Regions from separate parts of the Mus musculus genome. Here region 2 is linked to region 1. The links are chromatin contacts, called in public promoter capture Hi-C maps. All regions are on one chromosome and are shown on one strand. The core of a region is the stretch at or near the end of the contact, and the rest is flanking DNA. Distances in the headings are between cores, read along the strand shown. Region 1 holds the start of Fzd9 (frizzled class receptor 9). Region 2 holds the start of Mettl27 (methyltransferase like 27).

The links. Capture Hi-C pulls out chosen DNA fragments and counts their contacts.
Region 2: a contact with region 1 is called in a promoter capture Hi-C map of liver. The contact joins the promoter of Mettl27 here to the promoter of Fzd9 in region 1. A contact is called at or near these places in 1 of 484 Hi-C or Micro-C datasets (embryonic stem cells), 2 of 115 datasets of contacts at active chromatin or transcription factors (embryonic stem cells and memory CD8 T cells) and 1 of 9 other capture datasets (liver).

What each region holds. Positions count from the first base shown.
Region 1 is chr5:135,247,933-135,255,400 of GRCm38.p6, forward strand. It overlaps Fzd9 (frizzled class receptor 9), which reads right to left and starts at 3,115. Exons shown (of 1, transcript NM_010246.1): 1 at 1,006-3,115. The coding sequence starts at 3,097. The coding sequence ends at 1,319.
Region 2 is chr5:134,929,389-134,936,856 of GRCm38.p6, forward strand. It overlaps Mettl27 (methyltransferase like 27), which reads left to right and starts at 2,985. Exons shown (of 6, transcript NM_024479.2): 1 at 2,985-3,022; 2 at 3,234-3,459; 3 at 4,085-4,213; 4 at 4,901-5,036; 5 at 6,391-6,483. The coding sequence starts at 3,337. It overlaps 9030607J07Rik (a long non-coding RNA gene), which reads right to left and starts at 3,283. Exons shown (of 3, transcript XR_868588.3): 1 at 3,192-3,283; 2 at 2,838-3,000; 3 at 459-2,242.

The DNA.
Region 1 (7,468 bases), core at 1,865-4,364:
AATTTAGTGGGGGTCAGGGATTTGTGGGTGTTGGTTCTCGTACCTAGTGGGTTCAAAGGACTGAACTCAGATTAGACTCCATAGTAAACAACTTTACCTGCTGAGCCATTTGGCCTGCCCACTCTCTTTTTTTATTTTTATTTTTATCCAAAGAGTTTCAGGTAGCCAGGGGATACCTATGTTAAATTCCTGATCTTCCTACTTCTATCTCCCAAATATTTGAATTACAAACATGCTCCACTATGCCTCTTTTAAGCCGTGCTGGAGACAGAACCCAGGGCTTCATGCACGTTAGGCAAGGACACTGCCAACTGAGCTTGGATCCCAGCTCTCAGCAACCTTCATAGATAATGAGGACCATCCTCCAGACTTGGGTGAAAGGATGCCTTAGAAACAGTCTCCCTCCTCCCCTCCCTCCCTCTCTTTCTTTATAAAAAGCATCTTACTACATGTATGTATTTGTATAGTAGGAGTTGTGCCACAGGGCACAGGTAGGGGTAAAAACAGTCTGTGAGTTGGTCCCCAGCCCTATGTGAGTTCCTGCGATTGAAAGCAAGTCCTCAGTTTTAGCGGCAAGCACCTGTCTCCACTGAGCTCTCTTGCCAGCCCGGACCTTATTTGCTAAAGCAAAGTATGGGTGGGTAGGGGCGGGGGAGCTTACCTGTTTCTCTAAACAGGCTAGATGACACTGTTAGGACTAGAAGGAGCCATGTCACAGCCAGGGGTTCCTGGGTATTCATGAGGAGGTTCTTGTTGCACTTCAGAAGCACAGATCTCAGACTTGAGACAGGTGAGAAGAGAAACACACACCACGCACACGCACACACCCACAGCAGTCTAGGACTCCTATAATCCACCGATGCCCCCACAGAGGAACTTCCTCCTGGACAAGGGGTCAGAGGATGAATCTCATGGCCTCCGCCCCCCACCCCCAGCTCTGCTTATGAAGTTTCTCACCCTCCTGTCTTGTCTTCCCTCTTTCCAGCCCAGATAGAACACAGCAGTGCCACACGAGGGTTTATTCCAGTCACAGCTTCCAGAGAAATGCCACAATAAATTACATCATTAAATAACTCTGCACTGGACCCTGCCCCCTTCTGCCCCTTCTTATCCTGGGACCCTCTGTGGACTAGGACCACTCCCTGCATGAGACAGAAGGTCAAGGCCCTGAGCTTTACTGGGTCCCCACCCTAGTCCTCAGCCCCCTGTGTCTCACTTGTCTGACCTTGACAGCTGGGCAGCTGTTAGTCAGCTGTCTCTGAAGGGGGGAGGGGAGGGCAAGGAGGGAGCAACCATAACTCACAGCCTAGCCTATGTTCTAGAGGTGTGTGGGGTTCTCCAGAGAGGGGTCTGTCTTAGTCATGTGCAAGACCACCGTGGGGGCTTTGTAGTGGCAGTGGGTACCCCGGCCATAGCCCCCTGGGGTTCGGCAGGCCTTGGCCCGGGCTCGGCCAGCTGCCATTTTTCGGTAGCACAGGCTCTGCCAAGTCTGAAAAGTCTTGGAACTCCATACCCAGACTCCACTGGTGATGCCCACCACCAAGGACATGAAGATTTTGAGCATGAAGACAGCCACAGTGGGCACCGAGCCCCCTGGCAGCGAGCAGTCTCTCCGGCCTCCAGGCACGGTGGCAGCAGTACATGGTTGCTCTGTGGCCCGAAGCCGCCAGAAGTCCATGTTGAGGCGTTCATAAACGTAGCAGACAATGACGCAGGTGGCCGGCACTGTGTAAAGGATGGAAAAGACTCCGATTTTGACCATCAGCTTCTCCAGCTTCTCCGTATTGGTGCCTCCCGTCTTCATGATTTTGCGGATATGGAAGAGAGCCACAAAACCGGTCAGGAGGAAACTGGTACCCAGTACCAGGTAGCAAGATAGGGGTACCAACACAAAGCCAGTGAGGGCTGCCGGGTCCATGCTGGCTACATAGCAGAGCCCAGTCAGTTCATCGCCAGCCACCTTGCGCAGAGTCAGGACCACGATAGTTTTGAGTGCTGGCAGGCCCCACGCTGCCATGTGGAAGTAGCTGCCGTGAGCCTCGATGGCCTCGTGGCCCCATTTTTTGCCTGCAGCCAGGAACCAGGTTAGAGTCAAAACCACCCACCAAAGTGAGCTGGCCATCCCGAAATAATAGAGCAACAGGAAGACCAGGGTGCAGCCTGTGTTTTCCAGACCCTCCTGGATCACATACAGAGCCCCTGCCTCCTGGTCGCATGCCACACTCTGTGCACCTGCCACCGCTCTGATCAGGAAGGCCAAGGAGTAGACATTGTAGCACATAGAAAGGAAGATAATCGGGCGCTCTGGGTACTGGAACCGGTGAGGCTCCAGCAGGAAGGTGAACACGGTGAAGGCCGTGGAGAAGAAACACAACGCGGACCACACAGCCATCCAAACCAGCGCGAAGTCCTTATCGCGCCGAGACCAGAACACCTCGACGCCTGGCCCGCAGCGCGGAGCGCACGAGCGACTCTTCTCCACGTACTGGAACTTCTCGGGGTTGTCGCAGGTGCCACCGCTGCCGGGACCTGGGGCTGAATCTCCCGGTGGCCTCGCGGGCCGAGGTGCCACAGGGAGCATGCCCAGGCCCTTGTGGGGTTCTGTGGGGCCTGCTGTAGCGTTCTCGGGTGCCTCCATACAGAGTGCGTGCGGGTCGTTGCGCGTGGGGAGCCGGGCACAGTCGAGTGAGTCGGGCCAGCCGAAATTGAATTGCTCCATGATGGGGGCGCAGCGCAGGCGAGCCTGCTCGCACATGGGCCGGCAGGCTGGGATGGGAGTGGAGACCTGGTCGGTGCACATTGGGGCGTAGAGCGAGCAGAGGAAGAAGCGCAGGTGGCTGTGGCAGCCGTACTGCACGAGGGGCGAGAACTCGGCCAGCTGCGCCGCCGCCTCGCCCTGCGACGTGTGGCCCAGTAGGTTGGGCATGCGGGTCAGGTTGTAGCCAATGCCCCGGCACATGGGGATCTCCATCGCTTGGCACGGTGCGGGGCCACGGCCACGCTCCGGATCGAAGCGGCCGATCTCCAGCGCCGCGCCGCCCGTCGCCAGCAGCTGCCACAGCAGCAGCGCCCCGCGGAGCAGCGGTGGCACGGCCATCGCCCCGCGGCGCGGCCGCTCGGGCTCACTCGCACCGCTCCATCCCGCGTCCCGGGATCTGCGCGCCACGTCGCGGCTCCCGCGCCATCTCTCGGCCGCCCACGTGTGTCCCGGAGCGCGTGGCGCCTTCGGAGGAACAACCGCTACCACCGCCGTCGCCGCCGCCGCCGATGCCGCCGCCACTCCAGCCAGAGCCGGCGTGGTCTCCGCCGCCAGCCGCCGCGGCTCGGCACCCCGAGGGCGTGGTCAGTAGGAGGACACGCCCAGGGGCGGGGCAGTCCCTCAGGGCACGCCCCCGTCGCGCTTTAAAGGTGCCGCGCCTCTCTGCCACGCTGGAGGCGTGTGGGCAACGTTGTGGGTCAGCTTTTCTTCTCTTCTGCTCATTTCTTTCCCTTCCTTTGCAGACTCGACAGTCCGCGGGAACGCACCTCCCAATGTACTCCCTCGCATCAAGTGCGCCCTTTTCTTCCCAGGTGGGAGGGGACCATCCCAAGCTCTCCAAGCTCCAGGCTAGGGAGTTGCTTGTTCCCCCTCTCCTCTCTTCTTCCCTTAAGGGTGTTTTTGTTGATCCTGTTGTTTTTGAGACAGGGTCTCATATAACCCAGGCTGGCCTCAAGCTCACCTTGAATTCCTGATCCTCCTGCCTCATAAGGGCTGCCACCACATGAGGTTGTTTTTTGTTTTTTTGTTTTTTTGGTTTTTTTTTTATTAATTTATTATATGTAAGTACACTCACTGTAGCTGTCTTCAGACATTCCTGAAGAAGGCATCAGATCTTATTATGGATGGTTGTGAGCCACCATGTGGTTGCTGGGATTTGAACTCAGGACCTTTGGAAGAGCAGTCAGTGCTCTTACCCGCTGAGCCATCTTGCCAGCCCCCCACATGAGTTTTTTCTGCTGTTCATTCTAGGGATGGAACCCAGGCTAGACAAGCCACGTGCCCAGCCCAAGCTGATTTTGTTTTGTTTTCATTATATTTATCACACACACACACATCCTGCCGTTTGTCTGTCTGTGTGTGCGTGTGTGTGCATGTGTGTGTGTGTGTGTGTGTGTGTGTGTGTGACACGCACGAAACTGCATGCAAGCAAGGACAACTTGGGGAGTCAGTACTCTTCTTCTATCACGGGATACCTGCCCCCTGACTCGGGTCATCATGACTGGGATGGGGTGACTACCTTTATACTGAGCCATCTCTCCGGCTCCTCCACTTGTCTGTTTTGTTGTTGCCTTGCTTTGCTTTAAATTTTTAAATTTTCTTATTAATGTGCTTTGCTTGTCTATCTGTATGTGCACCACGTGTGTGCCTGGTACCCTTGGAGGCCCTAAGAAGGCTTTGGAACTGGAGTTGTGAACCTCCATGTGGGTGCTGGGAATCGAACCTAGGTCCTCTGGAGGAGCAACCAGTGATCTCAATTCCTGATCCATTTCTCAAACTCCCCATTTGTTTGTTTTCCAGACTATTTCATGTTGTCCAAGCTGGCCTCACATTCCTTATGTATCAAAGGACTTCTCACCCTCCTACTTCCACCTCCCAAGTGCCTGAGCCAGGTATTTCACAGTGATGATTTCAGCCTCTACTGTGGCCCTACAGGAAAGCCGGAGTCTCTGGTACAAGTCTGAAGGGAAAGCTATACTACTCAGGCTCACACACCTCCTCGGTGTCAGGACTGGCAGGCACATTGTTTCCCTGCTAAAAGTTGCCTGTTACATGCGCGCACACGCGTACACACACACACACACACACACACACACACACACACACACACACACACACACACACACACACACACACACACACACACATACACGGCTTGGCCAATACCCTCCTGCTATATTTAGAGCCGGGATTCAGGAAGAAGCCAGGGCAGCGCTGATGGCCGCAGTGAGAAAATGGGGTGGTCATTTCCTAGTCTCTCGGCTCCCAGAAAGCTGCAGCTCGGCAGGGACAAAGAAAAACATATGTGTCACTGGCATGCACCCAGCCCCCCCCCCCCCGAAAAGACTGGAGAGAAGAGGCTTTGTGAAGATGCAGCCAGCCCTGCACGCCAAACTGAGCCCCTGCGAGTCCCCAGGTTGGGTCTTGCTTCGCGATCCTAAACTCGGGGCTGGGGAGACGGCTTAGGCAGATAGGTGCTTTTTGGGCAAACATGAGGTCGTGAGTTCGGATCCCCAGCACCCACAAACGAAGCCAGGTGGCGTGATACACACCTGTTGATCACACTCCTGGAGAGGAGACAAGAAGATCTCTGAGGGTTCTACCTCAACCCCCCCCCAACCCCCACCTTATGAACCTAGGTCCTCACTTCTCCATTCTTTAAGGTTTTTTTTTTTTTTTTTTTTTTCAAATACCCCAAGACCTTTCTCTTATTCCATCGATCATAGTAGACTCAGGGGCAGGCTCTGCTTTGGGTCCCCCAGTGTCCTTACCTATCCTATAAGCCTTCTGCTATCTTTCCCTTCCTTTTTGCAGAACACTAACAGCCACACCAGACACCCGGGTGAGGGAGCACTTATTTCTGATCTCAAGGCTTAGCCTTGCTTCCTGAGCATCTGTCCCAGTGGCTGGAGCTCTCTTTAAGGAAAGTTGTCCCTTTCCTCAAAGCCAGCTAGGAGGCAGAGACTAGCCAGGAGTTCTATTTTGTATGTCCCTGCCTCCCACTCCAGGATGCAAAAGAGTTGGGGGCCCCTAACTTTGGCAGCCATAGTGGGAAGGGCAACTCCAGGGGCCAGTGGGATGCAAGGCCTGCCTGTCACTATGGCAACAGCCAGCTCCTGGGAAGCCAGAGGTGTATGTGTGCCTACCCCTCAGTGCAGATGCTTCAGGGGGAGGGAAGAGAAGAGGCCCCTTGGGCTGCCTGCCCACCCACCCGGCTTTGTTACCCGATCCCCCTCTTTACAAAAGAGGAACAATACCTCAGGCACACACTGAAAGGGAGACGATGCGAAGGGGCAGAGACCGAAGGAGGTCACCATCACTGCCCCACCCCCACTGGGAGCCCCTCGAAGCTCCACCTCCTTGGAAGATGCCAGCCTTTCTAGGGGCCTTGGCTAGAGGCCAATTGTGGGAAGGGACAGCCTTCTGTCCTGAGTTCCCACCCTCACCAAGCCAACCTTCCCCCTAGGCCTCTCTTGCATTGTAAGCTCCCCTCATTCTTGGATAAACCGGAATCCTTCCCCCAGGCCCCACCTCGGCTCTGATTAGCCTGTCAGGATGCCCTACCGGGCACCCCACTGCAGAGTACAGCTAACTGCTCCAAAGCCTGATTTCCCTACAAAGCCTGGGGGCTTCAGGAGGAAGGCACCGTGCCATGCCCTACAAGGTTCTGGCTCCTGGCCTGGAGGAGGCGCCTATAAATGTCCGTTGTGTTAAAAGAACGTGTGAAAGAGAGGGACCATTACCAATGCTTAAAGAGGGCTGGGGGAGACAGCGCAGGGAGCGATACACTTGCCCGGGAAGTGTGAGGAGTTTGAGGAGCCGAGTTCAAGTCTCCAGACCCATTTGAAGCCAGGCATGGTAGCTGTAATCCCAAGGCTTCTACAGGGAAATGGGACGTAGAGACAGGAGAGAGCCCCTGTAAGCCGGCAGGCCAGCTACCCTGCTTTACAGATAACGGACAACAACAGAGCCCTGACTCAAACCCAAGGTTGTCCACTGACCTCTACATGCAATGCAACATACACACACACACACACACACACACACACACACACACACACCATACGCAAAAAAGGTGTAGCATGCACCTTTGATTCCAGCAGAGGTAAGCCCAGTCTACACAATAAACTTGTCTAAAAGAAATGCTAAAAGTATTTTAAAATCTGTTATATGTATTTATTCGGGGGAGGGGCCATATACCTGCTACAGTGTGTAGGCTACAATGCACATGTAAAGGTTAAAGGACAACCTCGGGGTTGGCTCTCTCCTCCACTATGTCACCTTTGGGACTAGAACTCAGGTCATCAAACTGGGCGGCACACACATTTACCCAGTGAGCCATCTTGCCAGCCCTAAAAAAGCATCTTTTTTTTAATTATTAAAATTTTTAAATTTTTATATGTTTGTATTTGTATAGGGAGGGGTATGTGCACATGAGATCTGGGGACCTCAGAGGCCAGAAAAAGATGTCAGACACCCAGGAGCTGGAGTTATAGGTGGCTGTGAGGTGTTTGACATGGGTGCTGGGAAGCAAACTCGGGTGCTCTGAGAGAGCAGTGCATACTCTTAGCTGCTGAGCCATCTTCAGCCCCAAAAAGCTTTTCTTTTCGCTTTTTTCTTTTCTTTTCTTTTCTTTTCTCTTCTCTTCTCTTCTCTTCTCTTCTCTTCTCTTCTCTTCTCTTCTCTTCTTTTCTTTTTCCTTCTCCTCTT
Region 2 (7,468 bases), core at 1,735-4,234, 320 kb before region 1:
CTGGGGACAGTCTTCAGGGCTTCCTGCATGATAGACAAGAACTCCACAACCCAGTCCCACAAAGCTCCCCTTTTCTAATGTCCCATGAAGTACTGAGGGGTCCTTGCCTGAATCCTGAACCCCTCTGGAGCCTCAAATGTGTCCCCAGCTTGGTTTCTCTTCCGAGCTCAGGTCTGGGTTCCAAGAGCCTCAGAGAACCAGTCATGGTATCTGACACCTGCAATCGAAGCACTCTGGAGGCCAGAGGAGGAGGATTTGCAGCCAGGAAGACAGTGGAGATGCAAGCCTTTAATCCCAATACTTGGGAGGCAGAAACAGGCAGATCTCTCGGAGTTCAAGAACAGCTTGATCTATAAAGTTGCAGGACAGCCAGGGCTACATACACAGAGAAGACCTATCTAAAAAAAGGATTCGGAGGCCTGAGCCAGCCTGGGCTCCAGAATAAGATGTCCCAACAATAGAGCAAAACAAAACGGCCTCTCGGTCACTTTATTAGATGATTTGATGCAAACATCACAGAAACCTCAAATTTAGCATGTCCTCCTCCAACCAACCCTGCCTCACTCCTTGGTTTCCTGTGTAGAATGACCTCATCTGCAGCATCCTGAGTTTGAGCAGAAGGCCAGGGACAGGGAATGGCCCTGAGCTCCTGACTCTGCATCCCAGGTCTGTCAAGTGCACCACAGCACCCAGAGCTGTGTCTCCATGGGATACATACACAGCCAACAGAGCTGTAGCCCCAGGCTTGGTTTCTGGTTGAAACTGTCCCATCCAGGAAGGGAGCCACCACCCAGGATAGCTATGTAAATTATGAATACAGCTGGGCAGAATGGCTCACGCCTTTAGTCCCAGCATTTGGGAGACGGAGGCATGAGGATCTATGTGAGTTTGAGGCCAGCCTGGTCTATATAGTGAGTCCTAGGACAGCCAGAGCTACATAGTGAAATCCTATCTCAAAAACATAATTCACATATTAATTACTAATTAATCAATTAAAAATTATGAATACAGGGCTGAAGAGATAGACCAGTGGTTAAGAGCACTGACTGCTCTTCCTGAGGTCCTGAGTTCAGTTCCCAGCAACCACATGGTGGCTCACAACCATCTGTAATGAAATCCAATGCCCTCTTCTGATGTGTCTGAAGACAGCTACAGTGTACTCACATAAAAGAAATGAATAAATCTTTAAATAAATAAATAAATGATTATTATGAATGCAAGTAAAAGTTAAATTTTTTTCTCATGCATTAACCAATTTGGCATTCTCATTATCCATTCGTGGCTATATCTAACCTCTGATGAACAGTGAAGATTATAAAATCCTTCCTAAAAAAATGCTTTTAACTTAATTAAAATAAAATACTTCCAAGGACTGGGGATATAGCTCAGTTGAGAGAGTGTTTTTGTCTAGCATACACTCGATCCTGAGTTCAATGCCCAGAACCACATAAATCAGGCATGGTGGTACACACCTGGAATCTCAACCCTTGGGATGTAGAGGCAGGAGGATGAGAGGTTGAGGGACATCCTCGGCTACATAGAAAGTTGAAAACCGACTTGAGCTATGTGGAAATGCCGTTTTGTTTCATTCCACTTAGATCCTAAGGAGAAATGAAGATTAAATTCCCAGGTTCTAGGGGAGCCAAGGACTTCCCAGATGGCTAGCCAACTTCCTCCTCCTTCTTCTTCCTCTTCTTCTTCCTCTTCTTCTTCTTCTTATTATTATTGGGTTTTTTTTTTTGAGACAGGGTTTCTCTGAGTTCCAGGCTGTCCTGGAACTCACTTTGTAGACCAGGCTGGCCTCGAACTCAGAAATCTGCCTGCCTCTGTCTCCCAAGTGCTGGGATTAAAGGCGTGCGCCACCACCGCCCGGCTTTTTTTTTTTTTGTTCCCCAAAACATAATGATTGTTTCTAATTATGAACGAATAAATGATTCTGAGTTGTGACTGCATATAGGGGCAGATATTTGTGGCTTTCGAGCTTAAAACCTCTGTACCATTCCGGCTCTGAGGGGAAGTCCAACTTCCAGGTCTGTTCTTCGGTCCTGATCGATCAGCAGCGGTCTGAGCACAATAAAGTTTTACCAGCTGTTTAACTACTAAGATGAACATTGGAAGACGCAGTCTGCTCCCAAGTCGGTGCTGTTGTCCCTGTCTGGTCAGTTTCTGCGCCTGACTCAAACAAAGTTCTTGCTTTGCGTGGACTCTTGTGTCTGCATGGGTTGTTTTGGATTTTCAGACCCTAAGAAACCATACAAATACTAAAAAACGGGGATCAGTGAGATGGCTGAGCAGATCAAAGCACTTGCTGCCAAGCTTGAGAATCTGAGTCCCATGCCTGGAAGTCCCATGGTAGGAGGAGGAATCAAAAAATGGCTCTCTGGCTGCTACACACCATCTGCCCCCCCCCCCAAATAAATTGGTTTTTTTGTTGTTTTCGGGTTTGTTTGTTTTTTAAATACTGTACCCAGGAGCAATGGCACAACGCTTAAATCCCAGTTCCTGGGAGGCAGAGGTCCACCTGGTCTATATAAGGAGTTCCAAGTCACCCTGGGCTCCATAGCAAGACCTTAGAAAGAAAGAAAGAAAGAAAGAAAGAAAGAAAGAAAGAAAGAAAGAAAGAAAGAGAGGAAGGAAGAAGAAAGAAAGAAAGAAAGAAAGAAAGAAAGAAAGAAAGAAAGAAAGAAAGAAAGAGGGAGGGAGGGAGGGAGGGAGGGAGGGAGGGAGGGAGGAAGGAAGGAAGGAAGGAAAAAAGAGAGGGAGGAAGGGAGCGAGGGAGGAAGCGAGGCAGGGAGAGAAACTTTTTTATTTGTGAAAAAACAAAAACAAATCCTCACGTGAGTTTGAGATCTTCTCACGCAATACGCTCATTGGCTCAGGGAGGGTAGTCTGTCATTTCTTTCTCGGATTGGCTGTTTTATCTCACGGAAACCCAATCGTCGCGGTGCTGGAGGCGGGGCCAGGCTCTCAGACACGCCCCTCCACTTCCCTCGGGTCTGCCTGGAGAAGGGGGTTCCGCGCGGTGAGTTCTGAGCCTGTACCTTCTTGGAGACCCTTGTGGTGAGGAAGAACCCCACCCGCGCCCCCGATCCACCTCCGGGAATGATGGGCTGAGGCGTAGTCCTCCCTCCCTGCGCGGGAGTGCCCCCGCTCTATGAGCCCCTCCCCATACAAACAGCGCCTCGGCGTACAGGTCAGCTCCTGCCATCTCCCACTCAAGGTCTTGTTTGTAGCTTGGGACCGCGTTGGAGCACTGATAACCTCCTCCGCCGGGTGAGGGAGGACGGAAGACTGTGGAGGACCTCATCACTGGGTGGACTCTGCCCCCGCAGGAGAATGACTCAGGAGGAGGCTGGGCGGCTGCCCCAAGTACTGGCCCGGGTCGGAACCTCCCACGGTATCACCGACCTGGCCTGCAAGCTCCGCTTCTATGACGACTGGGCTCCGGAGTATGACCAGGTGAAAGCACGTGGGTCCTCGACTTTTGTGGCTCAGATTCTGTTTTTATAAGCAAAGCTAAAATAGTACCCATGCATCTCAGGGAAACTTGGAGCTGAAAAGAGACCTGGGAGATGTGCTCCTTAGAGACCTGCACCCACCCCACCCCCACCCACCCCGGCTGACCTGTAAGCAACCCCTAATTAATCCTGCAACAAACACGAGGAGAGAGCCTGCAGGAGGCGCTATTGAGACATCATTCGGTATAGACAGACCAGCTAAGAGCTGCCACAGCCAGTAGCCAGCCAGCTTGATCCCCACTAGTGTGGGGTCCCTTGACAGTAAGACACCTCAAAGCCGGGAGTGGTGGCGCATGCCTTTAATCCTAGCACTCGGAAGGCAGAGGCAGGCGGATTTCTGAGTTCGAGGCCAGCCTGGTATACAAAGTGAGTTCCAGGACAGCCAGGGCTATACAGAGAAACCCTGTCTCGAAAAAAAAGTAAGACACCTCAAGCTCGGGTCTTCTGTTACTGGGGTCCTAGGAGGATCTGAACTCTAAAACACACAAGCTCAAACTGGCAGAACTTGGGCACCCCACAAGGTGAGTCGTCTAAACACTATGTTGGGCTAAGTGCTATCTCCTCAGGATGTGGCTGCTTTGAAGTACCGAGCCCCACGCCTTGCTGTGGATTGTCTCAGTCGAGCCTTTCGGGGCTCACCCCATGATGCCCTGATCCTCGATGTGGCCTGTGGCACTGGCCTGGTAGCTGTGGAGGTAAGATCTGATACACCACCCTGCCTTCCCTTCAGCACCCAGGACCTCCTACATGCTACTGCTCAATTAGTCCTGAGACCCTGCCTAGTAAATTCTAGGCAGGAGCTCTACCACAGAGCCATGTTCCCAGCCCCTCCCTGGGGGATTCTAGGCAGGGGCTCTACCACAGAGCCACGCCCCCAGCCCCTCCCTGGGGGATTCTAGACAGGTGCTCTACATCTGAGCCACGCCCCCAGCCCCTCCCTGGGGGATTCTAGGCAGGAGCTCTACCACAGAGCCACACCCCCAGGCCCTCACTGAGGGATTCTAGGCAGGAGCTCTACCACTGAGCCACGCCCCCAGCCTCTTGCTGGGGGGATTATTGGTAAATCCTCTACCACTGAGCCACACCCTGAGCCCTTTAGTTTGCTTTTTATTTAGAGATGACACGGTCTCAAGGCTGGCCTTGAACTCACTCTATAACGCAGGCAAGCTTTGACCTGGGGATTCTTCCACCTCAGCCTCCAGAGGAGCTAAGAAGACAGGCCTAAGCCTCCACACCTAGCTCCCATCTGCTCCAATTCCCTCCCAGTTCTTGACCAAGAGCTCATCCTCTACCTCAAGCTCATTGATCCCAAGATCCAAGGAAGGGTCCAGTTGAGCTGAGGCAGGGGGATTACCCATGACTGATGCCACCTTCTCTCCCAGCTGCAGGCTCGGGGCTTCCTCCAGGTGCAGGGCGTGGATGGAAGCCCAGAAATGCTGAAGCAGGCGCGGGCACGTGGCCTGTACCACCACCTTAGCCTCTGTACCCTGGGCCAGGAGCCACTGCCCGACCCTGAAGGTACTTTCTGTCCCACTCCACCCTCACCCACCTTCCCAAGAATAGCATCCTCTGTTGTCCAGCCACCATCTTCACTCTGGAGTCCTGTGTGAGCTCTCGTCTCCATCTAGAGTCTGATGTCACCTCATCTCATGCACAGTGTTGGGCTTCTACTACATCCCAGTGTATAGGACATCTTTGTTTGTTTTTTGAGACAGGGTTTCTCTGTGTAGCCCTGGCTGTCCTGGAACTCACTCTGTAGACCAGGCTGGCCTCAAACTCAGAGATCCACCTGCCTCTGCCTCCCAAGTGCTGGGATTAAACGCATGTGCCACACACACACCCACCCTCCCACACACACACACCTATGACATGTTCTATTAGTTCCTCTTCTTATTGCTGTGGCAAAGCACCACACAGAACATAATCATGAGGCTCCTCCCATCCCCAGGGAGCTACTGGCAGTTGCAGGGAGAGTCATTTTCTTCAGTGATGTAGCCACGGGTAATTTGCCTGTGCCCCAGTGCCACCCCGCTCCTCCTAGTTCATGCAGGAATCCCCAGTAATACTCAGTGGGTCACAAACAAAACAAGACCTGAAAGTAGCAAGAGGTGCCAGGAGATGGTGGTGCCTACCTTAGTCCCAGCCCTTGAGATGCAGAGGCAGGTGGATCTCTGAATTCAAGGCCATCCTGGACTACAGACACTACAGAGCTAGTTCTGGGATAGCCAGAGCTACACACACACACACACACACACACACACACACACACACAACTTGATCTTGAAAAAAAAAAAACAAAAATAAATAGGGAATTTAGCCAAAGCTAGAGGAGCATCCTGGGTGGAATGGGAAGTTCGAGGGACCACACCACATTATAGTCACACAGCATCTTAAGGGGGTGGAAAAATGGCTCCCTGGGGAAAAGCGCCTGCTATTCTTACAGAGGACCTAGGTTTGGATCCAGCACCCAGATCAGGTGATTCACAACCCCTTGTAACCCCAATCCCAGGGTAGGATGCCTCTGGCTTCTGTGAGCGCCTGCGTCCACCAAGAGACACACGTGCATACACTGGGCTGGGGAGGTGACCCAGGAGTTAAAATCTCCTCCTGCTCTTACAGAGAACTCAAGCTCTGATCTCAGCACCCATATCAGGCAACCTCAGGGGATCCAGTGCCCCCTTCTGGATTCTGACCTTAGTCTAGGATCCCAGCCCTGGGATGGTGCCATCCACCATTAGGGCAGGTCTTCCCTCCTAAATGACCTCAGTCTAGACACTCCCTTACAGACAAGCCCAGAGATTTGTCTCCCAGATCCTGTCAGGTTAACAAACAACAGTAACCATTACACATCTCCACCCTGCCCCACACGCAGGGACCTTTGACGCGGTGATCATTGTGGGTGCCCTCAGTGAGGGACAGGTGCCCTGCAGTGCCATACCTGAGCTCTTAAGAGTCACCAAGCCAGGTGAGTCACCACCCAGCCAACCCTTTCCCCTCTCCACATCACTCGGACTGAAGAAGGGTGGGGTGTTGCATAGGGGTGCCCACCCCAGACCGGTGCCCCAGTTCTCCATCTGTCACTTAAGTGCTCTGCCCTGGCTGGCCAGCTCACCTGCTTCTCATCTCCACCCTTCTACCCTTTGTCACCGCTCTTATAATCAAATGGCTTCGTCTCTAGGATCCTGTCCCCATCAGACTACGGTGACTGTTGGGTACAGTCATGACCGTGAGGCCTTTGCTTCAGCCCTGGTACCCGATAGAGGTCAGCTGAGCTCCATCTTTCAGTCTCCTAACTGATTTGGGGACTGCCCTTCCTTGAATATTTTTGATAGTTCTCTTTTCCTGGCATAGGTCCAGGTCTGTTCATTCAAGATGACAATGGGATCGGCTTGGATCAACTCCACACACTGAGGGGTGGAGCAGGCTAGGGCTTTCTTTTTCTATGGTGCTGAAGATGGAACTCAGCACCTCAGGCAGGTTCTATACCCTCAAATCATTCACTGGGCTATTCTAGGAAAAAGCTCTACTACTGAACCATGCTCACAGCCCCCACTGAGATTCTGCAGGTGTTCTACCACTGAGCCACGCCCCCAGCCCCTCACTGGGGGATTCTAGGCAGGGGCTCTACCACTGAGACACGCCCCCAGCCCCTCCCTGGGGGATTCTAGGCAGGTGCTCTACCACTGAGCCACGCCCCCAGCCCCTCACTGGGGGATTCTAGGCAGGGGCTCTACCACTGAGCCACGCCTCTAGCCCCCTCCCTGGGGGATTCTAGGCAGGAAAGACCAATACTCTCAGAATGAAGTTGCATTTTCAAATGTGGGCAGGGCAGTCACAGAAGATGGGGTAGGGAGTTGCCTGAGGGTCTACTAGGCCTAAGGACAGAATGAGGAAGCTGGGAGATAAAAATATTTCCTCTCCCTACCATACTCCTGGAGCTAAGCCTTGGC